Linked DNA regions of Mus musculus: region 2 is linked to region 1. The links are chromatin contacts, called in public HiChIP or PLAC-seq maps. All regions are on one chromosome and are shown on one strand. Each heading gives the region's core, a stretch centred on a gene start, on an enhancer-like site or on the middle of the called end of the contact. The rest is flanking DNA. Distances are from core to core; before and after follow the strand shown. Region 1 has its middle 14 kb from the start of Exoc6b. Region 2 holds the start of Spr (sepiapterin reductase).

Evidence for each region. HiChIP or PLAC-seq counts read pairs in DNA pulled down with a chosen protein or histone mark.
Region 2: a contact with region 1 is called in an H3K4me3 HiChIP or PLAC-seq map of embryonic stem cells, with 26 read pairs. The contact joins the promoter of Spr here to the enhancer-like site in region 1. A contact is called at or near these places in 2 of 15 datasets of contacts at CTCF or cohesin (CD8 T cells and the NIH/3T3 cell line), 5 of 484 Hi-C or Micro-C datasets (the HL-1 cell line, LSK cells, double positive thymocytes and 2 more), 3 of 115 datasets of contacts at active chromatin or transcription factors (embryonic stem cells and pancreatic cancer cells) and 1 of 9 other capture datasets (adipose tissue).

The regions. Positions count from the first base shown.
Region 1 is chr6:85,079,315-85,087,098 of GRCm38.p6, reverse strand. No RefSeq gene overlaps it. Among named protein-coding and RNA genes, the nearest start is that of Exoc6b, 14 kb to the right of the region's middle. Within about 2 kb of position 2,603, at least 5 of the 459 cell types and tissues checked have an H3K27ac peak or open chromatin away from gene starts, as enhancers often do. A contact at or near this core is called in embryonic stem cells, where this site is marked.
Region 2 is chr6:85,133,844-85,141,627 of GRCm38.p6, reverse strand. It overlaps Spr (sepiapterin reductase), which reads left to right and starts at 3,864. Exons shown (of 3, transcript NM_011467.2): 1 at 3,864-4,189; 2 at 4,515-4,805; 3 at 7,340-7,784. The coding sequence starts at 3,883. The coding sequence ends at 7,530. It overlaps Gm10444 (a long non-coding RNA gene), which reads right to left and starts at 3,694. Exons shown (of 3, transcript XR_001785286.2): 1 at 3,201-3,694; 2 at 1,005-1,568.

The sequences.
Region 1 (7,784 bases), core at 1,354-3,853:
TTCCAGGCAGTTTGTTAGTGGAGCAAAGTCCTGAGTGGAGCTTATAATTTTAGGGAAGTCAGGGTGAGGCAGAGAAAAATTGCCCATATACAGGAAAAGATTCTAAGGGAGGAATAGACTCTTTATATTCTAATCGTGAAAATTGTCTCAGGCAACCACAGAACCCAAGACAACAGGGGTGATGTCAGTGTGAGTGGAGACTCGGGGACCAGGCATAGCAGCAGGTGACATCACCACCCAGGAGACCCAATGAGGTCAGACTCTAGGGAGGTTTCTTCATAGTCCCCAACCATGCTAGAGCAGCAAACACAGCAAGAAGGCCCAGAGTTCCCCTCAGGGTTCACTGTATTCTTTCCAGTGCCTCCAGCCCGCACAGTCCCTTCCCAACTGAGAGAAGAGCCAGAGGGAAGGGTATCAATGACCCAGGGCACTTATAGCTTGTTGGGAGGTATATGTTTCCTATAGAAACTCATTTACTAGAGCTAGAAGTGGTGTCTTGCTCAACAGAGCAGGAGATAGAAACTGCTCACTCAGGTAGGGCAGGGATCCCAAAGAAGCAGTTCTCAGATTATCTTTGATGGAGGCCAGAATGCCAGAAGAGAGCTCCTGTTTCTTTGTTATCTCCTGAATAAGCACCTCTGTCTAGAGGTTGTCTGTGACTGAGTGACTGACATTGGAAACCTGATTCGAGCCATCTGAATTGACCAGCAACTCCCCCATCCACCTCCCCCACAGCTAACCTTACTGTCTTAGGGTCACTATGCTGTGATGAAACACTATCACCAAAGTAACTTAGGGAGGGAAAGATTTGTTTGGCTTATGCTTCCATATTACTTTATCATTGAAGGATGTCATGATAGGGACCCAAACAAGACCTGAAGGCAGGAAGTGATATAAGAAGGAGTGTAGCCTCTGTACATCTCTCCCATCTCCTCCCACATTTGATCCTGCCCCTCCTTTTCCTCTCCCTCTCTTCTCTTCCTCTTAAGTCTCTATTTAAGTCTCTATCTCCTGTGATTGTTTTGTTTCCCCTTCTAAGTAGGACTGAAGCATCCACACCTTGGTCCTCCTTCTTCTCCAGCCTCATATGGTCTGTAAGTTGCATTGTGGGTACTTTGAGCCTTTTTCCTAATATCCACTTATCAGGGAGTACATACCATGTGTTCTTTTGTGACTGGGTTACCTCATTCAGGATGATATTTTCTCAGGAAATTGAACAGAGCTGTGTAACCATGGGGGATGGGGAACAGGGGTAGTGAACAGAAAGTTCCAGATAGGGGCTGGTGAGATGGCTCAGTGGGTAAGAGCACCCGACTGCTCTTCCGAAGGTTCGGAGTTCAAATCCCAGCAACCACATGGTGGCTCACAACCATCCGTAACAAGATCTGACTCCCTCTTCTGGGTTGTCTGAAGACAGCTACAGTGTACTTACATATAATAAATAAATGAATCTTAAAAAAAAAAAAAAGAAAGTCCCAAATGCCAGGAAAGCAAGAGGCTCCCAAGACCCAACGGGGATGACATTAGCTGAAATACTCAACAAAGAGGAGAGAGAACCTGTAAAGAACATATGGAGAGGTTAGACATGACACCTGGTTGTAGAATGGGGCCACCCACCCTTATCAAAAATTTTAACCCAGAATTGCTCCTGTCTAAAGGAAACACAGGGACAAAGAGTGGAGGAGCAGAGACTGAAGGAAGGACCATCCAGAGACTGTCCCACCTGGGGATCCATCCCATCTTCAGACACCAAACCCAGTCACTATTGCTGATGCCAAGAAGTGCCTGATATAAATGTCTCCTGAGGGGCTCTGCCAGAGCCTTTCCAGATGTGAATGCTCGCAGCCTACCATTGGACTGAGCATGGGGACCTCAATGAAGGAATGAGGAAAAGGGCTGAAGGACTGAAGGGACTTAAAACCCCATAGGAAGAACAGCAGTAAAAACCAACCAGACCCTTCAGAGCTCCCAGGAACTAAACCACCAACCAAAGACTACACATGGAGGGCCATGGCTCCAGCTGCATATGGAGCAGAGGATGGCCTTATTTAGCATCACTGGGAAGGGAGGCCCTTGTTCCTGATGCCCCATCATAGGGGAATGCTATGGTGGTGAGGCAGAAGTGGGTGGGTAGGTGGGGGAGCACCTTCATTGAAGCAGTGGGGAGGGGTTGGCATAGGAGGTTTGCAAAGGGAAAACTGGGAAGGGGGATAACATTTGAAATGTAAATAAATAAAATAACCAATAAAATATTTTTTAAAAAGGGGCGAGGCTTACTAGCTTGCTCCCCACAGATTTCTCAGCCTGCTTTCTTATAGCACACTAGCCCAAGGGTGGCAACAACCATAATGGGGTGGTAATTCTTGCCACACCAATCACTAAGAAAACCTACAACCCAATCTTTTGGAAAAATGTTCTCAGTTGAGGTTTGTAGGGTTATCAGTCCAGCGTCTACTCCGCCACAGGGCTCAACCACTCTGGGAGGCAGGATGTGGAAAGTTGACCGAGCTTACACTCTGGGCAGGCCGCTGTTGTGCCCTAGGGAAGCCCTGGGACACCGCTCCACCATTGGGGAAGCGCAGTCTGAGGCCAGGACAGCCAGAGCTGGTTTTGGGGTATCTGGGCCTGTAATGAGGCTGGGTCTGTCTGGTTCTCAGGCTCTCGGACACCCAAGCGCCACTGGATCCTGCGGAAGAGCAGAGAATGGAGTCGGGGCCTGCCGACTGGATCTAGCCTGGGGCTGAGGGGGAAAAGAGGGGAGCAGTCCTGGACTTGGTGCCTGCCATGGGAGCACAGAGACCTTCTACGGAAGATTAGACAGCAGCTCTGTAGTAGAAGGTCTTCTTCATGGCTTCCCACGGCTAATTCCAATGAAAAGAGGCAGTCCATGGTTTTAAGACATTTACTTTGTTATGGTGGAAAATGGATGAGTGAAACCATACCCCACTTCTCAGGGTGGGCCTGAGGTTAAATACCTTTTGCAGGGAGGAGTGTCTGGGAGAAAGCTTATTGGCCTTTATGTACCTCATTAAAATGGTGATCTGTCTTGAGTCTATGTGACCACTGGTCACATCCTCCACCTGTGAAGGGGCTTGGGGCATTGCCCTTATGTGATTAAAGGCCATAAATCTATGGATTTTTGTCACTAGCTGCGGCTAGTGACAGAGGTCTGGTGCCTGGGAATCAGGAAAAGTGCCTACCATCCCTTCTGGGCCACCAGGGCTTCTAGCCTTAGCTCAACTGGGAACCAGGCTACCCTTCACGGTTCCACAGAGGTTTCCTTCTCTTAGATGACTTTAGCTTGTGTCAAGTTGACATAAAACTAGCCACCATACCCAGTTTTTTCCATATGTAGTTTAAAAAGCCCCTAGACCAGTAAATTGATCGGATCCTATTCTCTGAGTGTCCTCTGTGGTGGTTTGAACAGGAACGATCCCCATAGACTGATGTGTTTGAATGCTTGACACTTGGGGAGTAGCACTATTAGGAGGTGCGCCTTGTTGGAGGAAGTGTGTCACTGTGGTGGCAGGCTTTTAGGTCTCAGAAGCTCAAGTCAGTCTTCTGCTACCTTCCCATCAAGATCAGGATCTCAGCTCCTTTTCCAGCACCATGTCTGCCTGGCACAAAGCCATGTTTCCTGCCACGATAATAATGGACGAATCTCGGAAACTGTAAGCCAGCTCTAAGTGTTTTCCTTTATAAGCATTGCTGTGGTCTTGGTGTCTCTTCCCAGCAGTAAAATCCTAAGATACCCTCCCACTCAACTGTAGCTCTGGTGTGCTTTCTTTCCCCTCTTCTCCTACACCCTCCCCATTTAAGTGACCACCTATAAAACTCTATCTTATAAAATTCCCCTCTAAAACTCATCCTATGTGGTCCCCGAATTTCATAATTCTTGAGACAAGAATCTGAAAGCACTGACTCAGGATGGTTTTGGTAGTTGCTGAGTTTCTGAAATTCTGTGAAAGGTTCCATCACTCTCTAAGACATCCCAATATTCCCGTATCAACATGTACATAATCCCAGCACTGGAGGTAGAGGCAATAGAATCAGTCGTCAAGGTCATCCTGGGCTGGATAGTGAGTTTGAGGCCAGCCAGTTTTTGACCATGTCTTTTTTTTTTTTTTTTTTTTAAAGAAAATGTTGACAGAGGTTGGAAAGATAGCTAAGATAACGTATGTTAAGAGCATGTACTGCTTTTTCAGAGGACCCAAGTTCAGTTCCCAATATCCAGATTGGATGCCTTACAACTGCCTGAAATTCCAACTCCAGGGTCAAGAGTGGAATTGAGAGCAAGATGAAGAAGAGATGGTGTGGGGCTTGTAGGTTTGTAGTGAAGGTCAGTTATTCCAAGTTATTATGTCACTTAAAAGCCCTTTGTCAAAGTGTTAGAGCCAAGCAGGTGAATGGTGATATTAAGATCAACATTTTCCCTAAGTACTTTGTTTCTAATGATCACTATATCCCTATGAGGTAGATACCATTATCAACCTCATAAAATGGGAGAGGAAGCTAGTTAGGGATTTATTACCCAACCACAGGACTAGAACCATGATCACTAGTACTGTCAACTGAACAACTAGAAGGTAAACCTTGAGAATATCTGTGAAAGGACTAGCCTCTAGAAATATCTGTGAGGGATTGCCTTGATTAGGTAAACTGATGTGGGAAGACTCATTAATTTGGGGTGGGACCATTATCCTGGACTACACAAAATGGAGAGGGCAAGCTGAGCCCAAGCAAACACATGTTCTATTCTTCTTTTTCTAATTGCAGGTGTCATGTGACCAGTCACTGTAAACTTCCATTGCCTTGACTCCCTATCCCAAGTTCTCTGTCATCATGGACTGTAACCTGGAACCAGGAGCTGGAATAAGCCCTTTTCCCTTAAGTTGCTTTTGTCAGTATATTCTACCATAGCAACTGATAGAGAAACAAGATAAGGGCGTAGTAGACCAAATCTAGAGTGCTTGACACCAATCTTTGTGCTCTTAGCTCCTCTGCAGTGAAGGGCAGAGCTGATTGATCTAAGGGGTGAGACAGTGACAGTGAAAGTGTCACACAGGACTTTCTGGGTGTACACAAGAGGCTAAGCCAAGAGGGAAAATTAGATCATAGGAAAAGACACCCGGAGGAGAGGGTGACTCTGGAGAGGAGTCTTACAGAATGAGGATAGAATGAACAGTAGCAAAGCAACGTCAAGAAGAGAGGCTGAGGCTGAGTGGATGGATCAGTGGTTAAGAACATATTCTGCTCTTGCAGAGGACTGAGTTGGTTCCCAGAACCCGCATTGGATGCCTCACTTTAGCTCCAGGGGGTGAAGGCTGGAAGCATGCCTCTGGATGGGCACCTGGAAAGTTTTAAGATCATCTTGGCAAAGTTGATTCATGGGAGTGATTTTTTTTTTCCTTCTTCCTGGAGACTGAACACAGTACTTTGGTGTGCTAAATGCACTGTACCACGGAGTTATATCTTTCACCCATTATTTCTAATTCTTAAAACTCCGAAAGCTATTGATGCTTGACAAGCTATTGGTGCTCGAGAATGAAGACACTTTTCTCAATTCACATGTGTGAGACTTAGGAAGCTAGACACTCACTGGTCATTCATTGTTAGATCTCAAAGAAACCTGGGACAAATGGCTAACTGAGGTGCCTACTTAACACAGCAAAGTGGGCACTGGTCACTAGTCTTTTTCAGCATCACAAGCACCCATTACACAGTCCTGGCTCCTCTCAGCACTTCTCACCACCTCCCCCACTCCAAACCCCTTCAGCTTCCACCCGCCCCCCTTGGCTTCCCTTTCCCCAGTGTCTGATGCCTATATAACTCAGCGATTTTGGCTATGTGCTCTCTTAGTTCTTCTCCTGGTTCTTGGTTTTTGTCTCTGTCCATTCACCCTCTTTCCTCGTCCCTCTTTCTTATCTTCCTCTCTAGATCTTTCACCTCCCCTCCTCTCATGGCCCAGTTCAGTTGGCTGACCAGGTTCAGTCTAGATTCTTCCAGGTGCCTCTGGCTGTTCTCTCCCTCATAGCTATGATAAACCTCTTCTCCTCAACCATAGGAGCAGCCATGTCCTCATTTTCATTCGGTCACCAGAAGTGAGATTGAGACAGTGACCCCTGAGCTCATTCTTTCATGCTAATGAAGATTAAAGACATGGAGCTAAGTGAGGTGAGTGCAAAGCCTTATTATAGGTACATTACAGGAAAAGTGGAGCCCCCCCGACAATGGGAGAAGTTCTAAGAGGAGAAAACCCGCTGAGGTCTTTTTTTTTTTTTTTTTTTTTTTAAACAGGACTTATGACAGAAACTGAACAAAGATTCAGGTGATTTTGGTAGAAACTGGTTAACTCTCTGGGCTCCTCATAAGCCTATTCAAAGCAGGGCCTAAGGCTCTGTTCATGTTTCTCTGGCCCAGCTAGGTAGATGATCCCATGCTGCTCAATCAGTATGGGAAATGGTCACACTTTGAAGTCCCCTCTGCCCTTCTCTGACTTGATTTGTTAGATGTTGATCTTGGCTGGCTGCTGACCATTTGCCCTGGTGGGTGTTTTGCTCTCTGACCTGGCAGGTGTTACTGGTCGGTCTTAGTTCGTTGATGGGGCCTGCTAGCCATTAATTAGACTAACCTCTCTTTATTTTCAAGTTTACACGATCAGCTTGCAGTTTACCAAGGAGCTAACTCCTGTCACAGCTATCAAGCTGCAGTCTTTTCTTGGTCCCTTCATTCTTATGCTTGTAGTCCATGGTGAAAACTGGATGGTCTCTTTTCTGGAAGAGGCAAAGCTTTTTACTAGAGGTCATTTTTACTTATCATTTAGTCTGCTGAGATTAAATACACTAAAAATAAGAATACACAGAAAGGCAGAGGCCCCTTGGATATGTCTTAGGGCAGGAGGCTTTGGGAGAACTAGCTGGCCTGCTGATACTGGCTCTCTTCCTGGGTCCCCATTCTTCCTCTTCTTTGATCAACTTGACAGTCTCACACGAGCTGCAAACCCTCCTATTTTTCATCTCCAGTGTTAACCAACATCACCCTTCTAACTCCAATGTTCCTCTTAAAGCTAATATCTGTTCATATTGCATCATGAACATCATGATGCCTGCATAGGTTTTAATCCTATTTGACATGAGAGAATACTGCAGCCATGTCTTACCCAAATTCATTTCTTGGTTAGTGGAAGGCCATGATGACAGAAGGTAACATTTACTAGATGCCATAAAAATTGGAGGAAGGACAGAAATAAAGTGCAGATTCCATAGAGATTAGACAAAGGCAAAGCTAGATAGAACAGTATCAAAATGAAGGAATGGTTTTGTATTCTTGTGAATTGATGTTTATGTAATTTTTCTGAGTATTGGGAGCATTCGCAGCTAATAAGGTGAAAGATCTGGCCATAAACACTGAGTATCCAGTAGGAATAACCTGGTTCAGTCAGAAGGGATCCATGCAATTTTTAGTTTGTTTTGAACTTGACACAAGCTAGAGTCATCTGGGAAGAGGGAACCTTAGTTAAGAGATTGCCTTCATTCTATCTCTAACAACAAAAATAACAGGAAGTAACAATCACTTTTCCTTAATATCTCTTAACCTCAATGGACTCAATTCCTCAATAAAAAGACATAGACTAACAGACTCGATACGTAAACAGGACCCAACATTTTGCTGCATACAGGAAATGCACCTTAATGACAAAGACAGATACTACCTCAGAGTAAAAGGCTGGAAAACAATTTTCCAAGCAAATGGTCCAAAGAAACAAGCTGGTGTAGCCATTCTAA
Region 2 (7,784 bases), core at 2,615-5,114, 53 kb before region 1:
AAATCTTATGCCCAAGTCTGAGAAAAGTGACACGGTGGCTCACAATGGCCACATATTCCCCGTGAATCAGAAGTCCTCTCTATTGGAAAGAAGAAAACCGGCATCTATATGTGCAGTCATTATTTCCTGTGACTCACATCTGGGTTGGCCTGAGCATCGAGTTCCTCCCCTGTGCACAGCAGTGAGGAGCTATGAAGTAAGGACTCTGCTGGCCCGGTGGGAGGTACTGGGGATCTCTGCAGCCAGTGCTCCTTGCTCTCCCTGTGGGAAGCAATAAGGACGTATGCATCCAGTGCTCCCTGTGGGAAGCAATAAGGACGTATACATCCAGTGCTCCCTGGTAGTCCCGTGGGAGGAAATGGGGAGGAAGGTTTGGAGAGCATGGAGACACCACCCTTTGCCAATAAGAAGGTTGCTGCAACCAGTCAGAAACTGATGTTCTACTGCCCCCTTTTGGCCGTTCTACAGCAGCACCGCGTCAGTCAGTGCACCTGGTTTGCTGGAGTCCCTGCTTCAACTCATACCAACAATGGGTGGGAGGTGGGGGATGGGGGAGTGCACTGGAACGCCTACCTAATATGATATTGTCCTTCCTTTTTCTCATGCACACCATAATAAGGGAACAAAACTCCTTCCATTCCTGGGCTGCCTTGGAATGTCCGTGGAAGAAGTTGCATAGACACACTGTTTGCTCTTCCTGGCCCTCAATTGGCTGGGCTGCAAGTCAAGAGTGTGACATCTGCAGCCTGGGTGAGACTGAGTAGCACAAGAAGGCTGGGACAATGACTTCCTGTGCAAACAATACCTGCTTCCCATGTGAGGTCTGAGTTTATTCCCCCAGACTGCGAGGGGAGAGGCAGCATGCTGAATAAAGCTTGTCACCTAGAACTTTGACATGGAGACAGACATACCTCCCCTTTTTTTTATTTTTATTTTTTGAGACAGTCTTTCTATACTGAGCCCTGACTAACTCACTCTGTAGACCAGGCTTTCCCAGAACTCACCGAGATCCTCCTCTTCCTCCTGATTAAAGGCGTGTGCCACCATCATCCGGCTAGGCAGGTGCATTTCAACCTCAATGGCTTTGCAAAAGCCTGTGTCCAAAAGTCCAGGTGTCCAGCACCTGTGAAATGGCATTTGAGCCTGAAGTACATGTGTCGGCACACACTATGTATACATAAAGTTGAGCACACACATGCATGTGCACAAGGACACAGATTAAATATATCATGTGGGAGTGCACTTGCATTATCCTAAATATAGCGATGAAGTCCATGGTCGACTTCAGCCCCAGGTGGCCCTTTGCAAGGCCTGACCTCCTTTCTGCAGGAGCATCCTGGTAGGTAAGACTTAGAAGACTCAGGCAGGGTGATAATGCTGAGAACTCCAGGAAGTTCTTCCATGGATGCTGGATGGTTTGGGGGAGTCTCATTGCTACAGAGTAGGTTCCAATTGGTGGCCTGGCAATGAGATCCCAGCTTTGTCAACCCTGTGGGTCACCTGGATGTCTCACTTCCATGCAGCATGGGACCAGGCACCTCAGAGAAGCCAAGGCAGATGGCCCTGCACTGGGGCAAAAAGAAGGCCATGTGTATCAATTTCTAACATTAACAACCCCCCACCCCTTAATCATTGCATCTTTCTTATATATTGGAAGTAAAATCACATTGTTAAATGGGCTTTTTGTTATATTGTTTTGTTTTGATCCTCCTGAAATTACTGAAATTACAAGCAGCATCACCAAACTCTACCATTTTGTTTTATTGTTTAAAAGATGAAACTGGGGCTGGAGAGATATGGGAGTAGTTAAGAACAGCAGGCTACTCCTCAAGAGGATTGGTTTTAATTCCCACTAGCCACATAGCAGACTGTGTCTGCAGTCCCTGGGGAAGCAGAGGCCCTCTTCTGGCCACCACTTTGCATTGCACACATGTCGTGCACAGACATACATGCAGGCTAAAACCCATATACATAAAAAACAAACAAACAAACAAATAAAAAGATGTTAAAAAGATACTTAAAAAAAAAGAGATATAAGGCCTGAAGAGATGGCTCAGCGGTTAAGAGCACTGACTGCTCTTCCAGAGGTCCTGAGTTCAATTCCCAGCAACCACATGGTGGCTCATAGCCATCTGTAATGGGATCTGATACCCTCTTCTGGTATGTCTGAAGAAAGGGACAGTGTACTCACATACATTAAATAAATAAATGATTTTTTTTAAAGGAGAGATGTAAACAGGACCCTGTATGCTTACTTTGGTTTAAAAAAATTCTTCTTTTCCTGGCTTTGTCTGTATGTCTGTGTGTGCTTATTCCTTTGTCAGTGGATGAGTTGGAGGTGGAGGCCAGAGGACAATGTGTATAGTTCTTTATGCCTGTCCATCTTTCAAAAAGTTTTGCTTTTGTTTTTTGTTTTTTAATTTTGTTTTTTGTTTTTGAGACAGCGTTTCTCATTGTGTAGCCCTGCCTGGCCTGGAACTCACTCTGTAGACCAGACTGGCCTCAAGCTCGGAGTCTCCTACTGCTGTATCCAGACTGCTGGGATTAAAGGTTTCATTGCAGCCACGTGGCTCAGAAAGGGTTTCATTGTGTAGCCCTGGCTGTCTGTCCTAGAACTGGCTTTGTAAACCAGGCTGATGCAAACTTACAGAAATCCTCCTGCCTCTGCCTCTACCTCCTGTGTGCTAGGAGCACCACCATTGCCTGGTCACACTTAGTGTTTTTAATGTCGGTTCTGGGGTTCAAACTCAGCATGATGGCCTTGAACTCACTATGTCTGTTGAAGATCCTTCAACTACTTTGGAAATAAGATAACAAATCCAATAGATTAGTGGTAAGTAAGTAGTTTTAAATATACAGTTCTGCTGAAAGGGAACTTTGGCATAGAGAAAAGGCATTAATGACGTGTTGATTTGGCACAAGACAGTGTTTTTTAAAAACCTATAGAGAGACATTCCGGCTCTCTTCTCATATAGGCCTACAGGATTTGCATCGCTCTAGGTCCCCTATTTCGTTGGCCTAGGACAAAAGCCTCATTCAATTTAAAAAAAAAAAATTGGAACTTGAGAATGGCCCCTACTGATTGCTGGTTTCCCAATCTGACCAGGCTAAGTGACTAGTCCTACCACTTGAACTTTCTGAAACAAAGAGGAGCTAGCCGCTGGCCTGCCTGCCTGTAATTCCGATGGACTCTAGCTCACCTCAGACTAAAAATGGATCAAAGCAATCTCTATGTCTTTCTCTGCTGTCCTCCTCAGACATCTCCAGAGAGCTGGGATATTTTTCTTTCCCATTTGAGATTATGAAGTTGTTTCTAGAGTGCATGACGCAGGTTGAAGGATAAGTACACAGGTCCCAAGGAACCAAGCGTTTTCACTGACGGTGATGAGTCTTGTTCGTGAGATTGTTGTGATTCTCAGCCTTTCTCTTCCCCTGTGTGTGCTCTTCATTTTCTGGTTCTGTCTGCCTAGCACCTCCTGGGGAAGCTGCTGTGCTTTTCCAGAGAAGGCTTCTGTTAATCAGAGTGCAAAGGGACCACAAGCTCTACACACTTCATCCAAGGCTGTCACTGGTCTCTAACTGGTATGTCCTGTATGGATAAAGACAAACCTTAACCCTGGAGGAGGAAGCTGATCCTGGAACAGGGTGGAAATTGAGAACGCGCCTCTCAGAAAGGGGCTGAGTTTGTGGGAGTGGCGCTCAAGGGGAACCCGGAAGCGCTGGGAAGGGGATTAGGATTTCCTGCCGAGGCCCGGCTGCCTGGCTTTTTTTTCCCCCGCCCAAACACCAGTGGATTCTGGCCCGAACTTCCGCCGTCCCAAGCCAAGAATAGGCTCCGCCCCGTCCTGGTTCAGTAGCTGCGCATGAGTCTGAGTTCCAGGCATGGAGGCAGGCGGGCTGGGCTGCGCTGTGTGCGTGTTGACCGGGGCCTCCCGGGGCTTTGGTCGCGCCCTGGCCCCGCAGCTGGCCCGGTTGCTGTCTCCCGGTTCCGTGATGCTCGTAAGCGCACGCAGTGAGTCGATGCTGCGGCAACTGAAGGAGGAGCTGGGCGCTCAGCAGCCTGACCTGAAAGTGGTGCTGGCAGCCGCCGATCTGGGCACCGAGGCTGGCGTGCAGCGGTTGCTGAGCGCAGTACGCGAGCTCCCGAGGCCCGAGGGGCTGCAGCGCCTGCTGCTCATCAACAACGCAGGTGAGAGTCCCGTCCAGACCCCGGCTGCGAGCTCTTACCTCATAGGCTTTTGGGTAGGTGAAGGGCAAGTCCCTAAAAGTCCAAAGTCCAAGAGGAGGGAGGGTGTATCAGTGTCACTACGGGGCGACAGTGCCTCCTGGCGGATGTGTGAGTCAAGACTTTTTGAACAAATCACTCTGCTTTACTACAGTATTCTTTGCTTGCATTAGGGGTGTCTGCAGAGCTGGGGCAGAGAGATAGCCTATGAGGAGGAACTGTGGAAGGCTGAGGGAGAAGAGTGCCCCAGTTGTGTCATTTCTTTGGTCCCGTTTTTTTTTTTTTTCAGCCACTCTTGGGGATGTTTCCAAAGGCTTCCTCAACGTGAATGACCTAGCTGAGGTGAACAACTACTGGGCTCTGAACCTGACCTCCATGCTCTGTTTGACTTCCGGCACCTTGAATGCCTTCCAGGATAGCCCTGGCCTGAGCAAGACTGTGGTTAACATCTCATCTCTGTGTGCCCTGCAGCCCTACAAAGGCTGGGGTCTGTACTGTGCGGGGAAGGCTGCCCGAGACATGCTCTACCAGGTCCTGGCTGCTGAGGAACCGAGTGTGCGGGTGCTGAGCTATGCTCCAGGTAGGTGGGTGCTCCTGACAGTGCTGTCCCTAGACTTAGCTGGTACCTTTCTGGGGGCTAGGCAAGGAGGGGAACCTGATCTATATTCTCCATAAAGAATCCAAAGACACCTTATATGCCCCAGTATAGGGGAATGCCAGGGCCAAGAAGCAGGAGTGGGTGGGTAGGGGAGCAGGGCGGAGGGAGGGTATAGGGAACTTTCGGGATAGCATTTGAAATGTGTATAAAGAAAATATCTAATAAAAAATAAATTTAAAAAATGTGACACACACACACACACAAAGAATCCAAAGACTATCGGGCCCCTACTACCTCTGGTAATGACTCCTCACTTCGTAAGAAAAATACAGACTCCCAAGACGTTGGAGCAGTCAGGGGCCGAGGTACTCAGCCTCAGGACTTGTCCGATTAGCAGGTGGGATAAACATCCAGACACATAAAATGCATTAAGACTAAAACTGAAAAAAACAAAATGCCTTTATATGTTCAGCTGTCTGCTTTTGTCCCTCAAGGGACACATACTGTTCCTCCATGTGTGCCCGACACCCAATAAAGCTGTATGGAGGATGGACACATGGAATGTTCAAAGACAAGCAAAGAGATAGTGGTGAGTGGTGAGCACCTCAGGCTGAGCCGTGCTGGACGCTGAGTGGAATGCAGAGGGTGCTAGCATGGAGAAGACAGGGCCGCTGTTCTTATGGACATTTAGGGTACGAGGACTTCTGAGACCTTGTCTTGTCCCTCTAGCCTATTAAGATGCCACTGTGCCTTTCTTCTAAACTTGTGATTTCTGCTTAAAAGGTAGCAACATGTAATAGAATGAGCAGCTAAGGGGTGAGATCCAATTGTCTGTACCTCTTTGGACTAGGACAGGATTCTGGAGACACAGGCAAAATGGTCTGTCTAACGCTGGAGGGAGGCAGGACCAGGATCCAAGTTTGCCTCTAACTTCTTGATCTATACTATGTTTCCTCATCTCATGTAGCACCTGCCCTATGCACACATGCAAGATATTTCTTGTTCCAATATCCAGCTCACCTGCTCTGAGCTCAGCCTAGGCGCCTTCAGACAGCAGCGATCACGTGTAAACCACAGCCAGGAGGGGAGCCAGTTCCAGAAGGGCCCAGAGCTAAGTTAGCTCTCTGGAGGCTGCCTCAGTTTTCATGGAGGAACTGAGAACCTCCCCCTGAGCCTGGAGACAACAGGGCCAGCCTAGTTCTCATTTCAGTCTCTGGAAGAATCTTCTAACAGGTTACAAAGATGGAGATGTCTGTTAGGAAAGAGAGCAAGCCTCTGCCCAGTGGTGCTCAAGGAGATAAAACGGGGCAAGGCAGAACAGCTGAGAACTGAGCAGAAGCTCAAAGCCAGCCCTGAGGACACAGCAAGTCAGAGCCTGCACGGGCTCCAAGAGAGTCTCAAAACACAAGAGAGCGAGAGGAACAGGGGAGGGTCTGGCTGAAGGACTTCCAAATGTTAGCCAAGTGCTCTTCCAGGCCTTGTGATTTTTCTGCCCCTAAAACGCCATTAAATTTTGGGAGGTTTCACAATTCCATAAGCAAACAGGAGACATTTTCCAGAAATGCAAGTAAGAGTGACAAAGCTTGTTAGAAAGTGACAGGTCTGTCTCTCTCTCTCTCTCTCTCTCTCTCTCTCTCTCTCTCTCTCTCCCTCCCTCCCACCCCGGCTCACTCCCTCTGTGTGTGTTGTGTGTGTGTGTGTGTGTGTGTGTGTGTGTGTGTGTTTTGCTTGAACAGTGGTTATCACATGTATGCAGTACCTGCACAGGCCAGATGAGGACAACACATCGTGTTTAACTGGAGTCACAAATACTTGTCAGTTGCCTAGTTGGGACTGGGACTCAAACCCCAGTTCTCTGCAAGAACAGGAGCTGCTCTTAGCAGGGAGCCGTCTATCTCTCTATCCCATACACTCAGCTTTTTACTGGGGATTTGAACTCAGGTCCTCAGGCTTGTACAGGAAGCACTAGAGCAACTAAGCAGCCCATCCAGGGGTTTGGGGAAGCTCTGCAGGCCCAGAAAAGTGCAGCCAGATGAATTTATCAGAAGTCTAAGAGGAGGTCTTGAAGTAAGGAGAAAACCAAGGTTGTGACACGCACCTAACTGCTTGTCAGGGTTTGAAGATGCTGAAGGTCTCACCTGCCCCCTGGTTGGCTGTAGGTGGAGTGGGGAACCTGCAAGGTTACCTATCTGTTAGTACAATGGGAAGTCAGCAAGCGGTGTTACCTAGACAACAGAGGATGACTTGATTTTACACAATGCTTAATAGACTTAGCTTTGAACCCAAAGCTCAGTCATAACGTGGTATGGCAGTCCTCACCTGCAGTCCAAGCACTGGAGGACTAAAGTAGGAGGGTCCCCAAGTTCAAGAATACAGAGAGAAAACATAACTGAAAAAAAGAAAGACGTTTAACAGGCAACGTGGTAGAGCCTTGGCCAGTCCTGACTCGGCTCTACCATTCACACACAGCAGGGACCTACAACCTCTGCTCCTGTCTTGTGCCTTCCACCCACCAGGTCCCCTGGACAATGACATGCAGCAGTTGGCTCGGGAAACCTCCAAGGACCCAGAGTTAAGGAGCAAACTGCAGAAGTTGAAGTCGGATGGGGCGCTGGTGGACTGTGGGACTTCAGCCCAGAAACTGCTGGGCTTGCTGCAAAAGGACACCTTCCAGTCTGGAGCCCATGTGGACTTCTATGACTGTTAAGCTCATGTCCTGTCACAGTGGCCCCCTTCTCCCCCCCCCCCCAAGCCCTGCCTAACACACATATAAGCCCTTCAACCCAGCCAGCAGCGAGCGGTGGGCACTGCCAGTCCTCGGAAGGCTTCTGCAGAGGCTTGGGAGCGAGCTGATGTGCACTGGAGTTCTCTGTCCCCTGGAAGAGTGCTTTAGAGGTGGGAAGAGCAGGAGAAGCAGAAACACTGGACGGATGAGGTTGAGGCTCTTGTTTGTGGTCAGTC